Regions from separate parts of the Mus musculus genome. Here all the other regions are linked to region 5. The links are chromatin contacts, called in public HiChIP or PLAC-seq and promoter capture Hi-C maps. All regions are on one chromosome and are shown on one strand. Each heading gives the region's core, a stretch centred on a gene start, on an enhancer-like site or on the middle of the called end of the contact. The rest is flanking DNA. Distances are from core to core; before and after follow the strand shown. Region 1 holds the start of Cdk10 (cyclin-dependent kinase 10). Region 2 overlaps Fanca (Fanconi anemia, complementation group A). Region 3 holds the start of Zfp276 (zinc finger protein (C2H2 type) 276). Region 4 holds the start of 2810013P06Rik (RIKEN cDNA 2810013P06 gene). Region 5 holds the start of Cyba (cytochrome b-245, alpha polypeptide). Region 6 holds the start of Fanca (Fanconi anemia, complementation group A). Region 7 holds the start of Fbxo31 (F-box protein 31).

Evidence for each region. Promoter capture Hi-C pulls out the DNA fragments that hold promoters and counts their contacts. HiChIP or PLAC-seq counts read pairs in DNA pulled down with a chosen protein or histone mark.
Region 1: a contact with region 5 is called in a promoter capture Hi-C map of stem cell-derived epiblast-like cells, with 3 times the contacts expected there. The contact joins the promoter of Cdk10 here to the promoter of Cyba in region 5. A contact is called at or near these places in 11 of 39 promoter capture datasets (the C10 cell line, cranial neural crest, embryonic stem cells and 6 more), 1 of 484 Hi-C or Micro-C datasets (CD8 T cells), 19 of 115 datasets of contacts at active chromatin or transcription factors (the NIH/3T3 cell line, T-cell acute lymphoblastic leukemia, astrocytes and 12 more) and 5 of 9 other capture datasets (adipose tissue, embryonic stem cells, liver and 2 more).
Region 2: a promoter capture Hi-C map of embryonic stem cells shows a contact between it and region 5, with 2.6 times the contacts expected there. The contact joins the enhancer-like site here to the promoter of Cyba in region 5. A contact is called at or near these places in 7 of 39 promoter capture datasets (the C10 cell line, the HPC-7 cell line, embryonic stem cells and 3 more), 3 of 115 datasets of contacts at active chromatin or transcription factors (bone marrow-derived dendritic cells, embryonic stem cells and large pre-B cells) and 1 of 9 other capture datasets (liver).
Region 3: an H3K27ac HiChIP or PLAC-seq map of bone marrow-derived dendritic cells shows a contact between it and region 5, with 6 times the contacts expected there. The contact joins the promoter of Zfp276 here to the promoter of Cyba in region 5. A contact is called at or near these places in 5 of 115 datasets of contacts at active chromatin or transcription factors (astrocytes, bone marrow-derived dendritic cells, cardiomyocytes and 2 more).
Region 4: a contact with region 5 is called in a promoter capture Hi-C map of pre-B cells, with 4 times the contacts expected there. The contact joins the promoter of 2810013P06Rik here to the promoter of Cyba in region 5. A contact is called at or near these places in 5 of 39 promoter capture datasets (the SN4741 cell line, hippocampal neurons, liver and 2 more), 2 of 484 Hi-C or Micro-C datasets (B cells and embryonic stem cells) and 6 of 115 datasets of contacts at active chromatin or transcription factors (astrocytes, bone marrow-derived dendritic cells, embryonic limb bud and 3 more).
Region 6: a contact with region 5 is called in a promoter capture Hi-C map of pre-B cells, with 5 times the contacts expected there. The contact joins the promoter of Fanca here to the promoter of Cyba in region 5. A contact is called at or near these places in 4 of 39 promoter capture datasets (hematopoietic stem and progenitor cells, liver, pre-B cells and 1 more), 7 of 115 datasets of contacts at active chromatin or transcription factors (T-cell acute lymphoblastic leukemia, astrocytes, bone marrow-derived macrophages and 3 more) and 1 of 9 other capture datasets (adipose tissue).
Region 7: a promoter capture Hi-C map of embryonic stem cells shows a contact between it and region 5, with 3 times the contacts expected there. The contact joins the promoter of Fbxo31 here to the promoter of Cyba in region 5. A contact is called at or near these places in 1 of 39 promoter capture datasets (embryonic stem cells) and 2 of 115 datasets of contacts at active chromatin or transcription factors (embryonic stem cells and microglia).

Annotation. Positions count from the first base shown.
Region 1 is chr8:123,223,019-123,226,294 of GRCm38.p6, reverse strand. Cdk10 (cyclin-dependent kinase 10) reads right to left here and starts at 1,454. Exons shown (of 13, transcript NM_194446.2): 1 at 1,327-1,454. The coding sequence starts at 1,413.
Region 2 is chr8:123,270,700-123,274,080 of GRCm38.p6, reverse strand. Fanca (Fanconi anemia, complementation group A) reads left to right here. Exons shown (of 43, transcript NM_016925.3): 36 at 1,649-1,761; 37 at 2,741-2,876. Among named protein-coding and RNA genes, the nearest start is that of Vps9d1, 18 kb to the right of the region's middle. Within about 2 kb of position 1,575, at least 15 of the 459 cell types and tissues checked have an H3K27ac peak or open chromatin away from gene starts, as enhancers often do. A contact at or near this core is called in embryonic stem cells, where this site is marked.
Region 3 is chr8:123,252,314-123,255,710 of GRCm38.p6, reverse strand. Zfp276 (zinc finger protein (C2H2 type) 276) reads right to left here and starts at 1,516. Exons shown (of 11, transcript NM_020497.2): 1 at 788-1,516; 2 at 1-4. The coding sequence starts at 995. Vps9d1 (VPS9 domain containing 1) reads left to right here and starts at 1,489. Exons shown (of 15, transcript NM_028200.2): 1 at 1,489-1,723; 2 at 3,031-3,106. The coding sequence starts at 1,625.
Region 4 is chr8:123,041,209-123,044,377 of GRCm38.p6, reverse strand. It overlaps 2810013P06Rik (RIKEN cDNA 2810013P06 gene), which reads right to left and starts at 1,803. Exons shown (of 1, transcript NR_045268.1): 1 at 1-1,803. It overlaps Ankrd11 (ankyrin repeat domain 11), which reads left to right and starts at 2,094. Exons shown (of 13, transcript NM_001081379.2): 1 at 2,094-2,429.
Region 5 is chr8:122,430,867-122,434,323 of GRCm38.p6, reverse strand. It overlaps Cyba (cytochrome b-245, alpha polypeptide), which reads left to right and starts at 1,384. Exons shown (of 6, transcript NM_007806.3): 1 at 1,384-1,514. The coding sequence starts at 1,457. It overlaps Mvd (mevalonate (diphospho) decarboxylase), which reads left to right. Exons shown (of 10, transcript NM_138656.2): 10 at 149-728. The coding sequence ends at 229.
Region 6 is chr8:123,316,679-123,320,064 of GRCm38.p6, reverse strand. It overlaps Fanca (Fanconi anemia, complementation group A), which reads left to right and starts at 1,489. Exons shown (of 43, transcript NM_016925.3): 1 at 1,489-1,590; 2 at 1,894-2,003. The coding sequence starts at 1,512.
Region 7 is chr8:121,577,259-121,580,649 of GRCm38.p6, reverse strand. Fbxo31 (F-box protein 31) reads left to right here and starts at 1,844. Exons shown (of 9, transcript NM_133765.4): 1 at 1,844-2,192. The coding sequence starts at 1,895. n-TMcat17 (a tRNA gene) reads left to right here and starts at 1,349; the gene lies at 1,349-1,421.

The sequences.
Region 1 (3,276 bases), core at 205-2,704, 790 kb before region 5:
ACAAGTCTCACCCATACCTGGCACTGAGAAACGTGCTTGCATCTTGCTTACCAAACAGAAAAGCAACCATGTATTTGGAATTTTCTGATGAGTGAAGGGGACAGATACCACTGGAATCACTTTGAAATACTGAAGCATACTGAAGATGGCCTAAGTATCCCCTCCAACCCAGTGTTCCAAATGTCTGCTGTCTAGTACCAAATGGCCACAAGCCATGGGCACAAACACCTCTGTGCAGGAGAATCCGGCCTTCAACAGGGAGTGCCAACTTTTCATGTGTGAGGTGCCTTTCTAAGTGCATTAGCTAAGCATTCCTTGGGTACAGAAGGACCAGAGCAAGCTTAGGATTCTATTCCACCAGCCCCCTGCTGGCTTCCCGACTCTTAACTGCCCTGCCCTGGGTTCTGTTACTCTGATACCTGATGGCCCCCACGATCCACTCTGAGCTCCCTCCCTCCCTCCCTCTCCTCGAGGATCCCTGTTCACTTCGAAATTCCATTCACCAGGATTTTGTGCTGCCACCTGAGTGTGGTATACCATTCCTTGTCAGATCTGCCCAAATTTTGGCAACACTTCCTGGTCCAAAACAAATGTCAACTCTTCTACAAACTTCTTACAGAATACTCCTTTTCTCCAAAGTCTCCACTATTTTATATCTCGGCTTATTTCTGAGTCCAGGTCTCACTCTGTAGCCCAGGCTCCCCTCCAAAGTGGAGTGACCATCCTGCCTCAACTCCCTGACTGGGATTACCAGTGTGGACCACCACGCAGGACTCTGACATTTTTGACTTAAGGGACCACTGCACACGTGCATTTTCTCCCCCTTTAAGAACGGCTTTCGCAACCTCGGCTTCCAGTGCAGTGCTCTGAGTTAACTAGTTGTTAAGTGTTGTCTCGTGCCTTGTGCTCTGAGGCTCTTAGTTAATGTGCCTTGGCCTCGCAAAGCATAAACAAGAAGTTAAAAATACGTGGGCTGCGGCAAAACCTCTTCCCACCAAACGTCTACTGGAGCAGAAATCGGAGCCCCTTAAGGTTCACCTTCACATCACACAAAAGAGACAAGACTGTGGGTAACGCCAGGTGAGACCCCCGCGGCTGCAGGTGCCACCGGGAACCTCCCACTCTTCTCGCCCTTGGTCGCTCGTCCTCGGTCCCACCCCGCCCCAGCCTCTGGGCTGCCGATTTCTGCCCACGCCGCGGCAAACTCGGGGACTGCCGTTCCCCCTCCGACGCTGGAACCTCAAACTTGAACGCGACACGGAACGCCCCGGTGCGCTTCAGTCTGGCCCTGCCACTCAGCGCCGCACGAGTGGCACCCCGTCGCACCCTGTGTTCTGGAGGCACGGTGAAGAAACCTTCCTTACGGATACACTTCAATCGGATCTGATCCGACTCCAGGTCCACCTCTGCCATGCCCAAGCCGCTGCCGCCCTCTTCCAGCGCGCAGGCGTAACGCCCCTCGGCGCAGGCGCATGACGTACTTCCGGTTTGTTCTGGACTTGGGGACGGAATCCGCTCGGAGCGCAGAGGCTCTGTTGTCTTTTAGCGTTAGATGCAGACACACTTCTACAAAGCTGCTCAAAGTACCATCTGTAGGCCAGCCTGCAGAAGACTCAGATTGGTTTTGATCAACTGGAGGAAAATGCGTCTCTTCCCTGTTTGCCATTTAAGTGAGACCAATTCCAGCGATCAGCCGTGCTTTCTGCCCTTCCAGACCACCACTGCTGAGAGCTATGCTTTCTGATAGTGGTTGGGTACATTCTCCGAAAGCTGGATGTGTGGGAACCCAGTCATTCCCGAGGCCAACCTCGTCCCCATCACTAGCCCAGGACAAGACGGAAGGAAACCTTGTACAGCCCGGGCAGCGTACACGAGAAAATGAAGATAATTAATGTACTGACCACTGGAGAGCAACTCTAGTCCAAGTGGTTCTTGGAGGTTGCACTCACTCAGCTTTTTTTGTTTGTTTGTTTGTTTTGCCAGGCAATAAGAGTGCCCGGCTGCTGGGATTTGAACCTGGTCCCTTCTGTCTGGAGCTCTGCACCCTTAATCGGTGAGCTAGTGCTGCAAGACTTGCACTTAGCTCTTGTACTGAGTAATGAACTCAGAACACCAATTGGCTCTGATCATCTGTGGAGGGTTTATATAGATTAGGAAGATGAATGTTCCTGCTTCTAAATGGCCAGAGTGCAGGTCCATGTGGGCACTATACTTAGGTTAATGCAAGCAGATTAGTTGGTGTTTGGACACAGTGCCATATGCCTGTAATCATAGCACTCTGGAGACTGAGGCCAGAAGATTCTGAGTTCAAAGCTAGAATGGGGTGCATAGCCTATCTTAAAAGGCTTTCAGTAGTGTGTCAATAAATCATGCCGGGCGTGGTGGCGCACGCCTTTAATCTCAGCACTTGAGAGGCAGAGGCAGGCAGATTTCTGAGTTGGAGGCCAGCCTGGTCTACAAAGTGAGTTCCAGGACAGCTAGGGCTATACAGAGAAACCCTGTCTCGAAAAAAACCAAAAAGAAAAAAAAGTCATAAATAATAATACTGTAAGATTTCTAATGGATTGTTTGCTATCTTACATTTCTTTTTAACTTTGGAATTCAGCTTTCCTCTGGGCACACTGTCACCTGTAATTGCAGCAGTCAAGAGGTTGAGGCTGCATGTTCAAGGCTGGCCTGGGCTATATACTGAGTTCTAATCCAGACTGGATTGGATGTGAGACCCTATCCCTGTTTCAGAACTCCAGCTGGGATTGTAGCTCAGTGGTGGAGCGCCTGCCTAGCATTGGGTCAAGTCCTAGGCTCACTCCTTAGCACTACATACACAAAGTTTTTTTTTTTTTTTTGCTTTTGCTTTTGTTTTTGTTTTTGTTTTTTTGAGACAGGGTTTCTCTGTGTAGCCCTGGCTGTCCTGGAACTCACTTTGTAGACCAGGCTGGTCTTGAACTCAGAAATCTGCCTGCCTCTGCCTCCCGAGTGCTCGGATTAAAGGCGTGTCTCACCACTGCCTGACTACAAAGCAATTTTAAAGTTAGTGGCTTGCAGACAGTTCCATTAGGCTCCAGCAACAGCAACAGCAACCTAGCAACAGCTTATGTCATCATCTGCCATCATGTGAGAGCCAGGCCTGTTTGAGGATTGCTAACACCCCAGCTTTCTCTTACCTCCTATGCTCTCTCCCTCCTTCTTCATTCTCTCTTTCTCTATCCCCACATGTTCCTGGCTGGCTTCTTCCCTTCTCTCTCTTCCTCTCTTTCTCTCTTTACCCTTCCCCAC
Region 2 (3,381 bases), core at 326-2,825, 840 kb before region 5:
GTATTCATGCAGAAGCCAGGTCTTTTTCCCCACTGTATGGGACCCTGGGATTGAACTCAGGTCGTCAGATTTGGGAACAAGCACCTTTTCCCATTGAGACTTCTCACAGACCCTCGTCTAGGATATTTTCCCAAGAGTTGGGATCTTCACTTCCCGGGAGGTTCAGTGTCCTACCCTGGTGGTCAGTATTCACAAAAATGTGTGGTAGGGGCTGAAGCGCTGGCTCAGCATTTAAAAACAATGTTCTTCCAGAGAACCCAGATGGTGTTTCGTCACTCATCTCTCAGGTTCCAGGGGATCTAACGCCTTCTGATCTCTACAGGCACAAAGCATGTGCCCACATTTACTACATAAACATACATGCAGGCAAAAACTCATATATAAATATATATGAATGTATACATACTGTCTTAGTTAGGGTTTTACTACTGTGAACAGACACCATGACCAGGGCAAGTCTTATACAGAACAACATTTAATTGGGGCTGGCTTACAGGTTCAGAGGTTCAGTCCATTACCATCAAAGTGGGAGCATGGCAGCATCCAGGTAGGTATGGTGCAGGAGGAGCTGAGAGTTCTACATCTTCATCCAAAGGCTGCTTGTGGAAGACTGACATAGGGTGACAGTATTAAGTCCAAACACACAGTGACACACCTACTCCAACCAGGTCACTCCTATTCCAACAAGGCCACAACTCCAAATGGTGCCACTCCCTGGTCCAAGAATATACAAACCATCACACACATACATACATACATACACACATACATACACACACACACATGGTAGGTAGCGCGCACTGGCTCACAGAGACATCCTCTCTCTTCAGTGCTGTTAGCTGCTCAGCATCCCAAGGCACAAGCAATATCTGCAGATGCTAGTTGCTGGTCCCAGGAGCTACTGAAGCTTCCTAGGAACCCTGGGGGCCTCCATCTGGTTCACTATTCTAACCAGAGGGGAGGTGGACAGGTCAAGCCATGGCCAGCTTCATTTCAGTTTGTAGCTCATTGGGTGGAATTAATATTGATGAACTATTCTGTCTTTAGAAAGTTGCTCTCAGAAGCTCTCTTTAAAAAGTGGCATATAGAAGTGGGTCAGGTAGTGCAATGCCAACATTACAGGGTTTTCCTCATACGATGCCCTCCCTTTAAGCCTTGCTCCTGAGCACAAGAATGCCTCATAGATGGGTAGTGGTGGAGCACACATTTAATCTCAGCACTTGAGAGGCAGAGACAGGCACAGGATCTCTGAGTTCAAGGCCAGCCTGGTCTCCAGAGTGTGTTCCCGGACAGCTGGAGTTATACAGAGAAACCCTGTCTTGAAAGAAAAACGAAGAACGCCCTATAAGCTGGGTGTGATGGCCTACATCTTTCACCGCATCACTTATGAGGTAGAGGCAGGCTGACCTATGAATTCTAGCCCAGCCTGGTGAGTCCCGGGATAGCCAGAGCTATATCCTAAGACTCGGGCTCAGAAAAAGGAAAGCTAAAAGTTGCACAGCACTGTGACGTGAGCCGTGTGAGGCTCTCAGGAATTCCTAGCTTGACTGACAATTAGGTGTCTCGATGGTGGCCAAGGGGCAGCATATCTCATGGTTGTCCATGACAACTCCCTTAGTCTGCTTCTTGGTGGTCTTTCACTTCTCAGTTGTGGTGGTCGAGCCTGGAGCCAGTGCTGTGTGGTCGGTGGATGAGATGTTATCAGAGCCCACTGCCTCGAGAGCTGCGGAGGCTCCAGGAGGCCCGGGAATTTGCTAGCAAGTAAGCTGCCGCAGTGTCACGGGGGAGCCCAGCTAGTCCCTAGCTGGGCTGTGTCTATGGGCATCCTCTGAGTACTGGGGTGCTGCCCCTGAGTGCAAGGGGAGCCTCTGACTGAGCTGGCTGGCTGGCCTGTTTAAGGAGACTGCTCTAGTGTTCCTGAAGACTGGTTTCATCAGGTTTGATCCAGCTCGCCCTGCCCTGCATTCTGCTCTAAAGTTTATTTAACTCGGGGGCCCACAGGCCCAAGGCAGGCAGCACAGGGCAGGGAGCAGGTTCTCACCTCTCTCTTGACTTGAATGAGAGCCCAGTCTGATCTCTGCCAATGCTAGCTGACATCCCAGAGGAACACCAAGCCCCTGCAGCAACCAGGGAGTCCTCAGAGGCCTCGGCAAGACATTGCTCTTTATAGAGGACTTCCTTCTGGTAGCTGGTTTGGAATCCATGATGTCTGTGTCCTCCCTGATCAAAAGTACTCCAAATCCTGCTCAGTAACCAAGCCGGTCTTGCTGTCAACCCTGCTGCTAAGGGAGCTGCAGGGAGCTCAGATGACTCCTCTGACTCCTGTAGTGAACAGCATGAGTTTTCTGCCACACTCTTACCCTCATGGAAACTAAGATATCATGCTAGTAATTGGGCCTGACTCTCTTGGGCTAGCCCAGTTACAGGCCCACATGAACAAGCAGGAATACGGAGAACTTAGTAGTACTATGGCCTCTTCCTTCAAAGCTGCTGGGGCCCCGATATCCCATTATGAGGTGGGTAGGGCTAAGCTGGTTCCCTCACAGTGCTGTACACCGTGTGACTTACGTACAGGGATGGCCCCACCTATCAGGTCCTCCCTGAGGAGACAGACACAATCATCTGTAGTGATTCTGGGCCCTGCACTGTGTTTGAGAGGAGAGCCCCTTGCTGTTAAACACAGATACCTGGTGGCCAGGAGTGTGGCCATTAACTCTCTGCAACGATGTCTGTGTGTCAGTTTCGCCTCCGCGTCAGCTTCCCCAGCACCCAGCCCCGCCTGGATCGCAGCTGCTGCGCTGCACTTTGCGTGGAGAGGAGTTAGGAAGGAAGATGTCACTGCACATCTGCAAAGGCTGGACTGCCAAAGAGAGGAGGTGAGACAGTCTCCAGGGAGGTTGGCCCACTGGCTTTCCAAAGACAAGCAGATTTGGGGTTTTCACTCTTTTTCACAGTTAAACGATTAGCTTAGTGTTTATTGGTAAAATGCTTTACTTTTGGAAGTGCTTTGTCGGGCTTGTTTTTGCCTGCATTACAACTTAGAATAAAGCTACCAGCCAGTGTCCACACTGTGAGCCAAGGCTGTAGCTCTGCCTCTCTGTTCCAGCTTCTAAGAAGCAAAAGCACAGTCAGGCCTTGAGTGCTGGGCCCTAGAGAAAGAGTCCTAAACACCCAGTGCCTTCTCCAATGAGTACTTACATGACCTCTGGTGTGTGGATCAAGATTTGTTGGGGACAGAGGAAATGTGAACCAGCACTTGGGAAGGAAGTTGCCGCCCCTCTCACTTTTCAATATGGGTCCCCCACTGGCTCATAAAGTATATCCCAACCTAAGAACTCTATCAGCAGTAGAGCTGATTATTTGCTGACTGTAATATAAATG
Region 3 (3,397 bases), core at 267-2,766, 820 kb before region 5:
GCTCCTGCGCAGAGAAGCAAATGTGACATAAGCGAGGTACTCGCAGTGCAAGGGCCACTCTTCCCCCTGGCCTCCGAACACTGCAAGCAGAGAAGTGCCCGCACCAGGCTTCCTAAACACAAGAGTAGCGGGACTGGGACTCGGGAGCTGGCCTTCCTCACTGAACACTCAATATTCAAGGAACCCCAGATGCCTACAACGAAGATGAAACTTAACATCCCTATTCTGAAAATGTGTCCAAGCCGTGCCTCAAGAAACTAACTCACTGTTCATCCCTGTCCATCTATAGGTGCCCTGCCTGCAGCATGTGCATGATGCCACCCAACTGCCCCTAGTGGGAGTAAAGGACAGCTTACATAGGAAAGCCATTCTCAGATGACTGAAGAACACCACACTAATGTGATGCACATGGAGGCTGTTAACCTAACTAGCTGCTGCTTGTTCACAAACTCGCAGCCGCACAAGGAACAAGCAGTTAGTTCACTTAACTCAGTTCCCAACGCAGGTTAGGTTATAGGCCTGTTTTAACCATCAAGAAACTGGGGTTCAGAAAAAGTTAAGCAATTACCCTAAAAGTCCATAGCACGAAGAGCAAACTTGAAGCCACACCTGTGTGCCTTCAAATCTTACGCACTAAATAGCAGCGACACAGAGCTGTCTGGGCGGCAGAGGAAAGGGCCTCTATCGGCAGTTCTCCAGAGGGCCCGCGTTCTCCAGAACCAGGAGGCCTGGTTTGCTCTCATTATCACTAAGCTCGCACCGGGGCCCGAGGACGCCTGGAACCCACCAGCTTCGTCTGTACCGTCGTCGCCTGTGTCCCCGCAGGAGCGTGTCATCGAGCCCCAGCTGAGCTGAGCAGCCGCCCCGTCAGCGCTCGTTCCGCCGCTGCGAGAAGGGCGACCCCGAGTCCGACCGCTTCCACAGCCGCCGCCCGAACCCCCGCGCTGCCGAGCTATTCCGGGAGACAGGAAGCGGCCGAGGCGGTCCCGCTTCATGGTGGTAGGCGACACTCGCTCCCTGCTCCGCGCTGCTCGGTGTGGCTCGGCCCCCTGACTTCTTGCTAGAGCGGACTTAACTTGGCACACTCCGTGCCGTTCCGCTACTCTCCGCCGCGCTGCCCCGCTCCGCTCGGCTCCCCGAGATCGGAGCCGGAGGAAGCGAGGGCTGCAAGGAAGCGAGGAGCGGTCTGGGGAGCCACAGCGGCCGCGGCGGGGTCAGGAGCCCGGAGTTCTTCGGGTCTCTCGGAACTCGCGACAGGCCCTTAAAGGAGGGGCAGCCCGGAGGGTGAACGGCCGCGGACTGCCGCCCGGGCGGTGGCGCACAACAGAAACCCTTCAGAGCAGTAGCTCTCCCCGCCAGCCTTCCCGTCCGCGCTCGCAGCAAGTTGGCCGGAGGAGGTGACAAGAGCCACTGACCCCTCCGGTCCCCTAAACCCAAGTCTGCGCGGCGGGGCGGGGCGCGGCGGGGCGGGGCAAGGCCGGCGGAAGTGTGTCCGGGTCCCCTTCCGGCGGTGCGCAGCTCCTGCGCCTCCCTCAGCTCCGCGCTCCGCGTTCCGGTCTGGAGGCGTCCGCCCCGTCCCGCCCCTGCCGCCGCGGCCTCCCGCTCCCCGCCCCCGCCCAGCGCCATGGCCGCTGCGGCCGGGGACGGCGGGGCGAAGCCACTGCAGAGCGCCATGAAACTGGCCAACAAGGCCATCGAGCTAGACACCGGCAACCGGCCCCGGGTGAGGCTGGGAGGGTCGCGGAAGCAGCTCTGGGAGGCCCTTTGCCCCTGGTGGGTGGGCGAGGGCGGGCGTGTAGAGGGATTCGGCGCTCCCGATGCGCGCGGCGGCGGCGGCGGCTCTGGGACCGCGCCCGGAGACCCGGGGCCCGGAGGCTAAGGGCGCCGAGCTCTGCGGGGACCTGGAACAGCTCAGCTCGCACTGGGCCTAGATTTACCTGTGTGATGAGGCGGTGTGACATAAGGAGGAGGTTCTGTTTGCAAAGGACCTACATCCAAGATGTAGATGACAGATGTGTGTGTGTGTGTGTGTGTGTGTGTGTGTGTGTGTATTCTTGACAGAGTCTGTGTAGAGTTAATCTAGAAAAGACCCGACTGTTGGCTCATTCAGGATGCTGCTGCTGTCTGCAGTTGCCTTCAAAGGTCATTTGTAAAGAAACCCAGGCACAAAAGGGGTGTGGCCTGTCACTGAGAATAACTGCTAATTAAAAGGATGGCAACAAGGTAGAAAAGCCGGCTGGGCCACCCAGAGCTTCCATAGGACAGGACGAATCACTGGTTGTCCAGTGCCCCAACTTAGTTTTCTAGGGCACCCTCACAAGACCAGAATCCTACCTGAAACCCATTTTATCTGAAGTGCTGAGCTAATTAAAGTTGGGTAATTTTGACAACGAGTAAAACGAAACACATACAGACCAGAGTGCGTTCTGTCTTGAGCTGTCACAGAGCCCAGAGCAGAGGGGTCACACAGCTGAAACCTGCAGCTCGGTGCTCTGGGCTCCTTTGAGCAGAGGGAATTATTCTGGAGTCTGTAGAATGTTATTTCTTCACCTAAGCCAAAACTTGAGATTGACAGATGAGCCCTTATCCTCTCCTCAGATTTCAGGAAGTGCTTTTCATGAGACATGGAAAGACTGCTAGTCTTTGAGTTGCACAGGAAGAGAACTTTGTCACACAGAGTGGAAACCCTTATTGCTGCTCAGGCAGCTCTGTGGAGCCTCCTGACTGAAGCTCAGCTCCTTCATGTGGTGGATAGTAATGAGAGGAGAGGTGTGTCTGTCTGGGAACTCCTCAGCACAGTGTTGAAGGAAGGAATTCTTTGATTTTTTGTTCTGTTTGATATCTTTTTCCCTTCAAGTCTAGACAGTATAGATACCATCTGTGTCCTAGCTGGACCATCCATCACTGAAGCCTAGAAGGAAGTCTTGTCAAAAAACAAGCAGGCACTGTTGGTCCTGCAGTTGTATCTGGGCATTCACCAGGCAGGCAGGATGCAGGCCTGACCACTGCTATTCTCTCCCCTGCATCTAGGAAGCGTACGTGGAATACCTGCGCAGCATCCACTACATCTCCCAGGTATTGCTCGAAGACGTGGAAAACACTACAGGTATGCCTTCAGACTTGCTACTCCTCTCATGATAGCAAAATGGTGCCCCCACCCACCCACCCATGCCCTTGCCCACCAGCTGGCACCGCCAAATGTTTTCAGATGAGGGCGGGGAACTGTCTCCTTTTCTGCCTTCTGAGGTTTTCCAGAGGTCTCCTGTCTCTTTCCAACCTGGTCCTTATCGTTAGCATATGATGTCATAGTGTGACATGCTGGCATTGAGGAGAAGTGGTCAGGATTAGGGGACGGATTGTGAATTGGGTCAAGACACTGCCTCAAGGTAGTTAAGAG
Region 4 (3,169 bases), core at 554-3,053, 610 kb before region 5:
CAAAGAGGTCCTCTGCCTTCCCACACAATATACACACAGTACACTCCAGCAGACAGCTTTTCTTTATGTAGGCGCTCATGTATTTTACAGGTTTCACATCCTCTTCGTCCCATGTTGATGAAATTGACACCATCTGTTGTTCCTGTTTACCCAGGAAAATAACCAAAAGTTGAAGTGTCCATGGTTACAAGGACAGCTACTCATCACAAAGCTGGAATTTTGAACAGGGGCAGGGCAGTTTTTATCATACCATGTCCTCTAAACTCTGTATTTGCTTCAAATAGGGAAGAAAGGTCACCTCTAAGGTCCCATCACTCCGGGATGTGCAATCCCATGATTTCATAATCTGTGCTCTGTAAAGACTTTGTTTATACAGACAAACAAAACAAAACACCCAAACCCTCTACAGAACTATTTCCAGGAAGGCCAGGGCTCCACAGAGAAAACTTGTCTCAAACAAACAAACAAAACCCCAAAAGTCAAAAACAAAACAAAACAAAGAAGTATAAATATTGATTTTAGTCACTTAGCTTTTCTGGTTCACAAATACACAGATGCTCTTTAAATAGGACAAGGCTGGAAGTTTGACTACTTAAAACTTTTTTTTTGTAGATTTTTTTCTGTGCAGAAGCGTATTTTTTTTCTGTGTATATGTATGTGTACTAGTGCATGTTTGGGGAGCCCCTAGACAATGTTAGATCTTCTAGAACAGGAGTTACAGATGCCGGGAATCGAACCCAGATCCTCTGGAAGAGCAGCCAGTGAGTGCTTTTGACCGACAGGTCATCTCCCCAGGTCCCATTTACTTTAAAAGATTTATATGTAGTCTATATGTGTGAGTACTCTACTCGGGTGTGAGTTCCTGAAAAGTCAGAAGATGTCAAGTCCTCTGAAGGTGGCTGTGAAGCTGTCTGAGGTGGGTGCCGAGAAGGGCAGCACGTGCTCTTAGCCGCCGAGCCATCTCTCCAGCCCTGGTTACTTGTTATTTTATATTTTATTATATTATGAAATTGGCTTTCACTGTGTAGCCCTAGCTGGCCCGGAACTCAGAGATCCAGCCTGCCTCTGCCTAAGTACCGGGATAAAAAGCCTATACCAACATATCAGACTCGTCACAATTACTTTATGCATTTTTCTGAGACAAAGGTTTCATGGAACTCAAATCTTGAACTCGAAATGTTCACAACAATGTACTCTGAGCTCCGGATACGCCTGTCTCGGTCACTACAGCGCTGGGATTCGAATTTTTAGCTCGTTTGCAAACCAAATCACTACTAACGCAAACCATCATTAAACTTTTTCCGCGTTCTGTAAATTCAAACAATCAGGCACATGACGATGCGACTTTGCTGCCTAGCTCTGAGGTTCGTCAACCTTTTTTTTTGTTGTTGTTGTTGTTTCATGAACCATCGCGGTGAAGTTCTGGAGCCGGGGAAGGGAGGCGGCTGAAGCGCGCGCGGTGTCTAAGGAAACCTCCGGGCAGAGTCTGGAGCTCACCACATCCCGGTTGCTAACGTGGCTCACGGGACTCGGAGCGAAGCGCAGTCCAGGAACACCTCCAGGAAAGAGCCGGATCGCGGGTGGGGGCCGAGGCCGCCTTTCTCCTTCGCGGCCATCATCCCGGCTGCCTTTGCTCCTGCAAGAGCCTCCTGCCGGCTAGAGACACACATTCTCGAAGCTCACACAGGCTCACAGGCGACACACGACCTCGCGTCCGCAGCGCAAGGCCAGCCGGTACAAGCCGGCTCCCACCTTCTGGCTCCTTCGACAACAACCTTGTTTCCAGACCGCGGCCTCATCACTTCCGGCACCGAGTAGGGCCAATCGTCGTGTCCCGTGGCAGGGAGGTCAGCCAATCCAGCGGCTTTCTCCGCCTGGGTCTCCTACGCACGGATGCCAATCATTCCCGGACGTCTCCCTAGCGCCGCCCCGTGCCTGTTACGGAAGCCGTCGGGCCGTCTGAGCCCTTTCACCCCGGCATCGCATTTCCTCTCCGACGTGACGTAAGCGGCCCCTGCCGCTCTGCGGGGCGGGCCAATGGCGGTGGCGGATACGGCGAGCCAATGGGCGGGAGGCTCTCATGCGGCCGGCGCCCGCCGCAGCCACCGCTGGGTCCTGGAGCCAGAGGCCGCCCGCGACAGAGCGCGATGGACCGAGGGCCCCAGCCGGGGAGGCGCCGCGGCGGAGTCCGCGGCCAGACGCCCCCGCAGTAGCGTCCGCGCGAGCGCCGCGGCCCCGCGTGAGCTCCTGCACGCCGAGGGCGGGCTTGCATCCCGCCGGCCCCGCACTCGCCGCAGCCTCCAGCCCGCGCGCCGACGCCGCCTTCCCGCCCGGGCCGCGCGGCCCGGGAAACGCGGCCGCGGGCTGCATGGGCAGCGCCCGCGCCCCGCCGCCGTTCCGCCGCGGAGCCGCGTCGCCCTCGGAGCCGGGTGAGAGGCGCCGGGGACCTGGGGGGTGGTGGTCGGGGAGGGCGTCGGGCGTTCCTGCGGCCTTGCGGCCTGCAGGCCTCCTCCGCTGCCCGCCGCCGCGGGTGCCCCGGGGCGGGCCGTGCGCCGCGAGAGGCCGGTCGGTGGGCCGCGGGGGTCCTGCGAGCGACCATGAGGGGCCGAGGGCGGGCTCCGAGGCCGGCCTCGGGGCGTCCCGGGGGTCGGGCGGCCGAGAGAGGCTAAGGAAGGGCTCCGGGGTGGGCTGTGGCGGCCGTGAGGACCGAGGGCGGGCCTTGAGCGAGGGTCGATGGTGCGTTAGTGGGTCCCGGGACGCTGTGAGGACGACGGCGGGCTCCCGGGAGTCCCTGGGGTCCTCAGTGGCGCGGGGCGCCGACCTCTGACCCTCGGGAGGGGCTCCGTCGCCGGGCTGGTGGTAGTTGTTATTCCCAGCGTCCCTATTATTATCGTGTTTTGAAATGGGAGCAGGCGGCCCTCGGGCTGCGAGCCGAGCCGGAGGGGGCGGGCGAGCCGGGGACCTGGAGCTGCGGGGTGCGGAGGCGCGCAGGCCCGAGTGGGGGCAGGAATGCGGGGCGGCGGGGGGCGTCTGGGGGAGGGGAAGGCGGGACTCGGGGGGGAGAGTGGGAGGAAAGCGGTGTAGGCGACGGCTGCAGGAGCAGCCTTTGGCCTCAAGGAACAATGTGAGACGTTGCCTGAAATGTTAATTTCCGTTCCTCATTTCATCA
Region 5 (3,457 bases), core at 135-2,634:
GCTGGTGTGGACTTACCACGAAGGGACCCACCCGTGTCTCACCACCCCCCCCAATCTAATCCTGCCTTAGAGTCTCTGACCTGTAAAGTCTCCGGAGCAGCGGCTACTGCCGCACCCCATGACTGGACACTGATTTTTCTCCCCCCAGGTCGGACCAGGACCTCAAGTCCTAGACGACACTCATGATCATCTGCTAGGCCAGGATGGACTGCCACAACGGGACCTTTGACCTCTTCCACGTCCAGTGCCATTTGGAGAAAGGGGTTGCCCACTGGAACTCGGGAGCTGGCCTGCTGGTCAGCCTCTCCTGAAGGGCTGCTTGATGATCGATTATACTGGGGGATGTCGAGTGTGATGGGCAGCCATCTAGGCGATCACGGGAACCCCTCTCAAGTGCCTCCGGTTCCCCGCTGGTTTCTGAAGGGCTAGCTGACCCACTCGATGGACCTTCCAGCACTCCAGACAGCTGCTCATCAGGGATGGGGAGTCGGTGCCTCCCCCCTCCCCCAAGATGCTCTGAGGGCCTCAGTAACCATCTAAGCGTGATGGCTCAGACAGCGGTGCCTCTCTGCTGAGACTCAGGCCACAGTTTCTTTATAAAGCCTCCTGGTGAGGGTAGGGGCTGTCGAGCCCACAGGTAGGGTCCATTGTGTGTGTGGGTGCCTCATGAGGGTGCAGTCAGTGGACCTGAGGACCACAGGAATAAAGTGTGCTGTTCCTGCCTGCCCGTGTGGGCTGTGCTTTCTTCTTTCTTCCTAAACCAGCGCTTTAGGGTCTCTGGTCTACTGATCTGCTGGGTCCTACCCGCCATTGAGTTCAGTCTTGTTTCCCTATGTAGTGGAGAGGTGGGGGCTGAAGTGGGTCCTGCCAGGAACACTTCCCACTGCCCACAAGCCAGCCCCGTGAGAGTCTCCTGCCACCTTGTGACCACCCTAAGTCATACCCCAGCATACATGCAACAGCTGCTGGAGCTGGTCTAGGCCAGAGGAAAGAGACAACAGAACAACGGTGTTCCGGTGTTCTGTCCCCTGCTTTCTGGGTTTTCCCAGCCTTGCACACTATGGTCCCCTACCCCCACCCCGTAGTCACGTGACCCAGGACACACACCTGCCCCAGCTCACAGTGGGTCGGAAGTAACCTCATCTCCTTTTAGGGAGCAGCCTTTATCTGATAACTAGAGGAGCAGGTGGATGAAGTGACTTACGCCTCTGGCCCTGGGGGGGTACGGTCACAAGTCACAAGCAGTCACAAGTGGCCCTGGTACTTTCCAGCTGGAGAGAGAGGTCGATGGGGAGACTGTCCCACCCACCAAGGCTCAAAGGGAAGGTGCAGAGGAGGCCTCTGGGGCACAGCCCGACAGGGCGGGGCCTGAGCAGGGGGCGGGCCGATCAGTGAGGACTTGCGAAGTGGGCTGCAGAGTTGGACCGGGCTGCTGCGTGTGCGCAGGGTCCTCGTCATGGGGCAGATCGAGTGGGCCATGTGGGCCAACGAACAGGCGCTGGCGTCTGGCCTGAGTGAGTGAGGTGGGCTGCGGGTGGAGGGGTTGCTCAGGACCCGTGGGGCACCGCGGGGGAAGCAGGGCTCGGGCTGGTTCTGCGGACCTCAAAGCGCGGATCCTCGGAGAGACCTACCGGGGCCTCCGGGCACAGGACGGGCGGTGGCCGCTGCAGGCCGTGCTCGGCCGCCTGTTCTAGAGGCGACCCCGCCCTGCACCCTGTTGGGTCCGCGCTGGGACCTCAGAGGAGGAAGTTGCTTACAGCTGGGGAAGAGACATTCACTCGGTGGTTTCCCGCCTGGTTAGGAAAACCCCCGGAAGACCCTCTTCTGCGCACAGCCCACTTGGCCAGGAGTTGGGACTCTGGCCTTGAGGTCACTCGGGCTCCGGCTTCTCCCCGAGGGGCCTGGGATAGGAGCTAAGCTCATCCTAGAGGAGCAATCGGCTCCATCCCACAAGCGAAGTGTGCGCAGAAACTATTTCACAAGAGTCTGGACACCCCTCAGAGTGATCTTAGCCCTGATGGCCTGCCGAGTTAAGATGCAGGACACTAGTCTTTAGTCAGGTTGACACTGGCCGTGGCTTGAACAGTTCAGCTTGTCTGGGAGGTTTGCCAAGGGGCAGTGGGACCCCTGGGCTTCACTGTACCAGGAAAGGAACCTAATAGACCAGACCATGAGCAGCAGGCCTGAGACTAGAAACTGCAGACATGCCTCAAAGCCGAAGGGAGCCAGAAAAGACCTGCCAGGGCAGGGAGGATGGCCCAGACCCCCCTCCACTCACCCGGGAATAGCGCATCGAAGAGGTGATAGAGAAATCTCCCCCAGCCCACGCTGGAAGCTCCCGTGGAAGGCCTTGCAACCCCAACCTTTTGAAAATGGCGCCCCTCCCCCACCTGCAGTCTCCCTTCTTACCCTTCCCAGCCTCCTGCCAGTAGTGGTTTGTCCTGTGACCACTATGGACGGTTTCAAAAGTTACCTCCAGGAAGTGGGGGTGCCAGACACACCTAAGGGTGGGAAGACCTGGCGAGCGCTGTCCATGCAGTGTCTCCTGTCCTCGTGTGTGCTAAGGTCTCTATGTACTGCCTCAGCTAATTGTTCAGGGTGTTCAGGCTGACACAAGTCTCCTGTGCTGAGGAGTCACAGGCTGTGGCCACTTACTTTCTCCACCGAGTGTGACTTCCGCTAACTTTTCTTTTTACGGGAAAGCACAACTGTCCTGGGAAGGTTCTGAACTGTCTAGGTCCAATCAACAGGGATGTACTTTGTTTCCTTTTGTTTTTTTAACATTTGATTTTTTTCAGATTGTGTGTGTGTCTGGCCATGTGTGTAAGTGCGGGGGCGCTTGCAGACAAAGGCTAGAAGAGGGTATTGGAACCCATGGAGCTGGTGTTACATACGGGTGGCTCTGAACTGCCTGATGCGGGTGCTGAGAACCCCACTCAGGTCCCTTGGAGAGCAACCCTCGCTACTAATCCCTGAGCCATCTCTCCAGCCCCCTATTTTGTTTTTTTCTAAATCACAGAAAATTCCATCTGTTCTGGCCCCATTACCTGGCTCCATCTCAAGACGAAAGCCCGTTCCTGACCCCCCTGCTTGTCTCCTGGGCTCTTCCTGCCTTCCTTGCTAGGTTGCTCCTTCTCTGTCTCTGAGTTTCCTGAATGTGCACGGGGAGGGGGGCGGGGGGGGGGGGCTTTTTGTACAATTGGCTGGGGTCACAGCTGATGCCTCCTTTTCAGTCTTGACTCAGATGCCACCTGCTGAGACATCAACCTCAGATAGTGGGCTTCCCTGGGATTGAACCCTCTGTTACAGTGTATCACTTCAGCAAGCCAGGGGCTTGAGAATCAGTCCTTGGGTCTCCCTGTTGGGTAAAGAATGACCCCTCCCACTCATGGTGGTCAGTGTAGCAGAAGCTCACAGTGAGGACATGAGTCCCTAAGGACTATGGGTAGCAGGCCGA
Region 6 (3,386 bases), core at 240-2,739, 890 kb before region 5:
CTCATTCAAAATAACAACAACAACAACAACAACAACAACAGGGTAGCAGGGGAGGAACAGTGTGGGTGGGGAGGGCTTGTGTTGGAGGGGGTCCACCTTGTGGGCAATGATGGAAGTACAGCCATTTTTTTTTGAGATTTACTTATTTATTATATGTAAGTACACTGTAGCTGTCTGAAGACACTCCAGGAGAGGGCATCAGATTTCGTTATGGATGATTGTGAGCCACCATGTGGTTGGTGGGATTTGAACTCATGACCTTCGGAAGAGCAGTCGGTGCTCTTAACCACTGAGCCAGCCTTGAGCCACATCTTCTAATAGGCAGAGCAGCTCTCTGATGCTCCTCTCTGAGGGCACTTCTGATGCTAGAGGCAACGTGGGGCTGCCAGACACATTTGATCCTGAACTGGGACGAGTCCTGGCCATAGTGATGAAATTTTGTAGAAATACATTAAAAAAAAATTGGTTCTCTTCAGTTTTATATCTTTAAGTGTTCTCTTTGATGGGTAAAGTGACTTTTTGGCTCCCAGTGTGACCGTAGCACCTCCAGGTCATGGAGGCAGATAAGCCTGATTCCTGGGAAACTTCGGTCAATCTTTGTCTGCTCTGCTCTGGCTCTGATAATGGCTCCTCCAGCTGCTGACTGATTCCAGGCTGGGTGAATTTTAATCACAACCTGGCTACTATGGCCGGTTCAAGCCTGTCTCTAGTGTCCTGTCTTCCACTAGTGTCTGCGTGTGCACACACCTGGGGTAATGCTGAAAATCAAGGACAGTGGCTGCAGTGCACATAATGCCCTCCTTCAGTTTGCTTGTTTGTTTGTTAGAGTCGGGGTTTCTCTGTGTAGCCCTGGCTGTCCTGGAACTCGCTCGGTAGATCAGGCTGGCCTCCAACTCACCGAGATCCACCTGCCTCTGCCTTCGGAATGCTGAGATTACAGCACCGCCCCGCACGTAAGGTGGATTTAAAAAAGGAAGAAACAAGAATGACAGCGTTTTTGTGGCTGTTTTTCCTTCCTAAGTACTTTGAGCGCTTAGCGGGGAGTGATAGCAACTCTAATTTCAACCCTTGAAAGTCACACCCCAGCACCAGAACTCCTTTGGTCAATTTTCCCTCAGAGTCAAATAAGCACAGCAGAGTACTCGGATCGATCCTGTGTAGTTTTGAACAAAGCAGGTAAAAGTGCTTTTTTTTTTTACCGAAAACCTGGGTCCAGTTTGTCACGTGATCTCCCCAGGCCAAGCTCTGGGCCATTAGCAATTCTGCGCCACTTTCCCTCTAAGTTGTCAGGCGCAGGTGTATTGCACCAAGGCTGCCACCATACTGCCTTCTCTGCCACCCGAACGCAGCCAGACTCCGGGACAAGTACTACAACCAAGAGGAAGAGGGCCACAGAGCAAGGGTCCGCCCTCGGGGGTGTGGTCAAGCATGCTCCTAGCCAATGAGCGCCAGCGCCTGGCCGCGGCCAATCGGAAGGCAGCGCGGGCTGCAGAGCCGGTGTTCCAGACGCTATGCCGGGCTCGCCGGCTAGGGGTGCTGCCATGGGTGGTGGGCCCCGGGGCCTCCGAAAAACTTGGACCGAGCTGCTGGGTAGGTCTTGCCATTTCTGCCTTCTGACCCCCAACCAGCGCCAGTGCGGTCCCTCCATTCTTCGGGGTCCGGGTTCAGATCCCAGCGTGGCTCAGCCCTGCCCGCGAGTCAGCCGTCCTGGGCCGCGCTGGTCCTCTTAGGGCCATGGGCCCCAGGCTTCCTGGTCCTGCCGCTTGCTGCAAGCGCTAGGTGACTGTCCAGACTTGGACAGCTTCTCTCTGGACCTCCGCGCAGCGTGTCACCCTGTGTACGTTGCACTATAATTTTCTGAGCAATTTTTTTTTCTTTTTAAAATATCTTTAGCGGGCAGAGTCAAAAAGCAAAAATATGATCCTGAAAGGGAACAGAAATTAAAGGATTCTGCTCTGAAACTCCTGAGATACCATCAAAATATGCATGACCTTTTGCTAGAGGTAAGAGGAAGTTGTCCTGGCTGAGCAGGTTGGATGTTCGGAGCCAAGCCAGATCATAATCTTTTTAATGTCCTTCTAAGCCTGAGTACTTGGCGAGTAACTGGTGCCGGCAAACCAGGTGGGAGGAGAGCTGAGTGTATTTTATATTTTATGTCTTTGGAGATGAAAGTAGTTGGGTAGTACATTTAATAATTCATGAAAGGCTTTAATAAATTCCTTCTGGGAAAAGTACTCGAGGGGCTGGAGGGTTGATTCCTGTACAATCTGGTTTTTGTTTGTTTGTTTGTTTTTCTCTGTGTAATCCTGGCTGTCCTGGAACTCACTCTGTAGACCAGGCTGGCCTCGAACTCAGAGATCCGCCTGCCTCTCTCTCCCAAGTGCTGGGATTAAAGGCGTGCACCACCACACCCAGCAAGATGGAGTACAAGTTGTAAGCTGAAAGAAGCATCCCGAGTTGCTTTTGGTCATGGTGTTTTTATTACAGCAATAGAAATTCTGGGGGCTGGAGAGATGGCTCAGCGGTGTTCCAGAGAAACACCCAGGGGAAGAGAGCAGTGTTTGTAACCTGTGTGGGTGTGGGGTGGAGGAATTCACTGCTGACAAAGGGATGCTTTTTGTCCCAGAAGCCGACTTTACCGTTTGTTGACATGCGCTGCACCCAAATTGGATGGACAGCCCTCTCTTGGAGACACTTTGACTGAAACATTCACTGCAGACACTGGAATTGTTCTAAATATTAAGATAAACATTGTTTCTTTGCAGCAAACACAGACTGTGACAGAAAACGCATATATAGAAACATGAGGGTGATTGAAATCTTTCATAATCCACCAAAGAGAACCAATTAGGCCTTTGCTGCTCTAATTCCATGTTGTCATTTTGAAACACAGTTCAGAATGGCATACAGACAATTTAATTCTCACTTTTAAATATGACAATTAAGCACAGGCATTTTCACATGGTTTAAAATGCTCCTAAACAATAGGGCTGGCATTGTAGCATCCCGTTTACTTCTGGACTTGGTTTTACTAAACCATTGCAGCATCAGCACACCAGAACTTCAGTTTGTCACACACTGATCTGTATGATTTATATTTGTAAGTTCCTTTGTTTCTCCAAACCAGAGTGAAAGGCATGAGCTACCGATAATCTCATTTACAGGGAAGACACTGAAGGGTAGGTCATTGCTAGAGGTCACTCAGCTGCTCAGCACTGATTGCTCTTCCGGAGGTCCTGAGTTCAAATCCCAGCAACCACATGGTGGCTCACAACCATCTGAAATGGGATCTGGTGCCCTCTTCTGGCATATCTGAATACAGTGACAAATGTACTCATGTGTATATATCTATCTATCTATATACATACACACACACACACATATAT
Region 7 (3,391 bases), core at 595-3,094, 850 kb after region 5:
TCATTCTTCAGCATGACACCTTGTTTGTTTTTATTTTACAGGCTCGCTTGGAGAGTAAACCCCCCTCCCCCAACCTGCTGCTTGCCACATCCAACTGGTGTTTATAATAAGCCATAACCTTTGCTCTGGCATAGTCCCCGGAGGGACAACATGGGACGCTTCTTAGAAGGAGTGGTTTTGAAGCTGGGGAGAAGGGTGTGAGGTCCCCACAGATTGGGAACTGTGTTCTTCAGGGCACACTCCCGCTCCCTCCCGTCCCCAATCCAGTGAGGTGATGGACCAAATGGAGGTGAGACAGAAGCCAGGGCTAGAATGTGAGAAATGTGACCTGGGCAGTCAGAGAGGCCAGGAGGTCAGGGAATAGCTTACAGTGAATGAGCAATGCGGAACTCGCCAGCATTTTGTTTACAGCATCTACACACACACACACACACACACACACACACACACCCCTCTCACAGTTGTTCAGTGAAGGCTGATTGACAGCCCATGAATGATAGACCAGAAGGGTTCATCTTGGAGCAGACAGTCTAGGGTCTCAGCCACATGCCCACAAAGAGCTTACCCTCCCCCGTGGGCATTAACACACGGGGACAAGAGGCAGCGTGTGCTCAGCTACACTTTTACACGATGTTAATATTATCAGGTAATTTAAGTCTTTTTTGTTTTGTTTTGTTTTGTTTTTTACATGAAATCTTGCCGCATAGCTCAGGTTGTCCTGAAAAGTCCCCACCCTCCTGACTCATCTCCCTAAGGTCTAGGATTACAGGCCACCAAGTGGAGCCTTTGCTTAATGCTATTGTTAATCAATCAACGAATGCATTAGGTAATATCTGTTTGCTTGTTGGGATAATTTACTGAGCGGACTGCTAGGAGGCACAGGGTCTCACGTAGCCCAGGCTGGCCGTAAAGTCACTAAGTAGCCAAGAGTGACCTTGTAATTCTGATCCTCCTGCCTTGATCCCCTAGCCCCAAGTTGGGATGAGAGACCGCCACGCAAACGGTTAATTTTAATAATAAAAAATAGGCGATATTGTTATATAGGGTCATTAAGGGCAGAGCTGCGGAGGATACCCCAGACTACTCTTTTCCTGAGAGGGAAGTTTCTAGACGCCTTGTGCTGCGCGGGGCAATGTGAGCTGGAGAGCAGGTTTGGGGACACCAGGAACTCCCACCTCACTGAGCACCAGACCTTTCCTTTTGCAACCAAGGTAATCTTGGCAAGTTAGTTTAGATGTAGTGTTGCTAGGCGACGGTAGCTTTGGTTTATGGTTTCCCTTGCCAGATTTTGTTCATGGCGAGGCCACCACCTGTGCAAAGGCCCTGGCAGCGAGCTTGCTGCTAAGGAGCCTCGTTAGCGCAGTAGGTAGCGCGTCAGTCTCATAATCTGAAGGTCGTGAGTTCGATCCTCACACGGGGCATCCTGCATTGTTTTCTTGCTTAAGGTAAAACCCCTTCGTTCTACCCTGTAAACGGGGTCAGAGGTGGGACTTGTGGGAGGGGTGTGGTCATGCTAGGAGCGGGGCTTTCCGGAGCTGAACCCGGCGACCCTCTTTTAGTGAGCAGCTGGGCGTCCTAAGTTTCTAGCCAAACGTTTTGGGGGCGGAGCCTGGAAATAGGGTGTGGCTCCATACAAGGGCGTGGACCTAACACGTAGGGCGGGGCCTACTGCTCAAGGGGCGGGGCGAAGCGTCTGGGTGGGGCTTGGAAGGGTGGGAGCGTCTAGGGGCGGGGCGAGTCTTCATGGGGGCGTGTGAGGGGTTGGGGTCGGAGGGCGTGGTCACGCTTGGGGTGGAGCTTGAGGAGCCTGCAAGCGGGACTACGGCTGCCTGGCCGCCTGCGCAGAGCGCTGTGCGTGCGCGTCCGCGTGCGCGCCTCCGCGGTGGTGACGGGCATGGCGGTGTGTGCTCGGCTCTGCGGCGTGGGCCCCGCGCGTGGGTGCCGCCGCCGCCAGCAGCGCCGCGGCCCGGCCGAGACTGCGGCGGCGGACAGTGAGGCGGACACGGACCCCGAGGAGGAGCGCATCGAGGCGGGGCCGGCGCGTTGCTCTCTGCTGGAGCTCCCGCCTGAGCTGCTCGTGGAGATCTTCGCGTCGCTGCCCGGCACCGACCTGCCCAGCCTGGCTCAGGTCTGCAGCAGGTTCCGCCGAATCTTGCACACGGACACCATCTGGAGACGGCGCTGCCGCGAGGGTGAGCGGGTGCATCCCCTAGTACGGACACTTGGCCGAGGCAGGAGCATGGTGTGGAGTTCCAAACCAGGCCTGCTGCAGAGTGAGAAAACCAGACAGCTAGCAGGCCAGGGCTGCAGAGTGAGATCCTGTTTTTAAAAATGTCAGACCCCGTCCCCCTAAACCAAACCTACAGCCCACCCTCCCGGTGCAGGAATAATGAGGACGCAAAGCGGCCACAGTCCCATTTGAAGGCCTTACGTCCGTGTACATACATCACGGTACTCAGCCTGAATGGCTTGTTGGTGTGTGTGTGTGTGTGTGTGTGTGTGTCCTGGAGGCTTGCTGTTCCGTGAAGGGAACATCAGGGATTCCACTGCCTGCATGTCACACAGGCTAGTGCTCTGACTGTGTGTGGGCTTCAGCCTTTTCTGTCTTCTGGCCACAGCACGCCGGAGACTGCTTTGTGCATTTTGTAGAAATGCAGGGGATTTACATCTATCTTGTGAAAACCTCTGGGGTGGTTCATCTTCGTGAGCCTGCACTTCTCCAAGTGGGATTGTGGGATGGCAGGCTGTGTGAGGAAGCGGTTTCCCCAGGTCCTCCCTGCTGCAGGGTTCTTGTGTAATTTCACGGTTGACATCAGGGTTCTGGCTTGTCTCCCCTTACCTTCGCACTGTGGGAAGTTGGGGTAATCTTACCCCACGTCTGAGTGGGATTGTGACTTGGGTAGGGGCTTTTATAATAAGTATGCAAAGCCTTCAGTCCTGAACATGACTGGTATGTCTGTTGGCCCAATGTAACGTCCTGTTTGTCTTTTGTCTTGTTTTCTTGTATAAGATCCTCAGTAGTAACCTTTAGTCGCACAGGATGGGTGATGTTTGTTTTCAGCTTCTGTCTGAGCACTGTTCTTTCTTTTTTACAAATTACTCTGTTACTCTGTTTATTGTTATTGTGTGTGTGTGTGAGAGAGAGAGAGAGAGAGAGAGAGAGAGAGAGAGGGGCATGCATGTCTTTGGAGGTTAGAGGACATCTGTTTCTTCTCTGGCAGTGGTCCTCAACCTTCCTATTGCCACAACCCTTTAATACACCTCATGCTGTGGTGACCCCCAGCCATACAGTTATTTTGTCGCTACTTCATAACTGTAATTTTGCTGCTGTTAAGAACTGTAATGTAAACGTCTGTGTTTGCCAGTGGTCTTAGGTGAACCGCTAATGGGT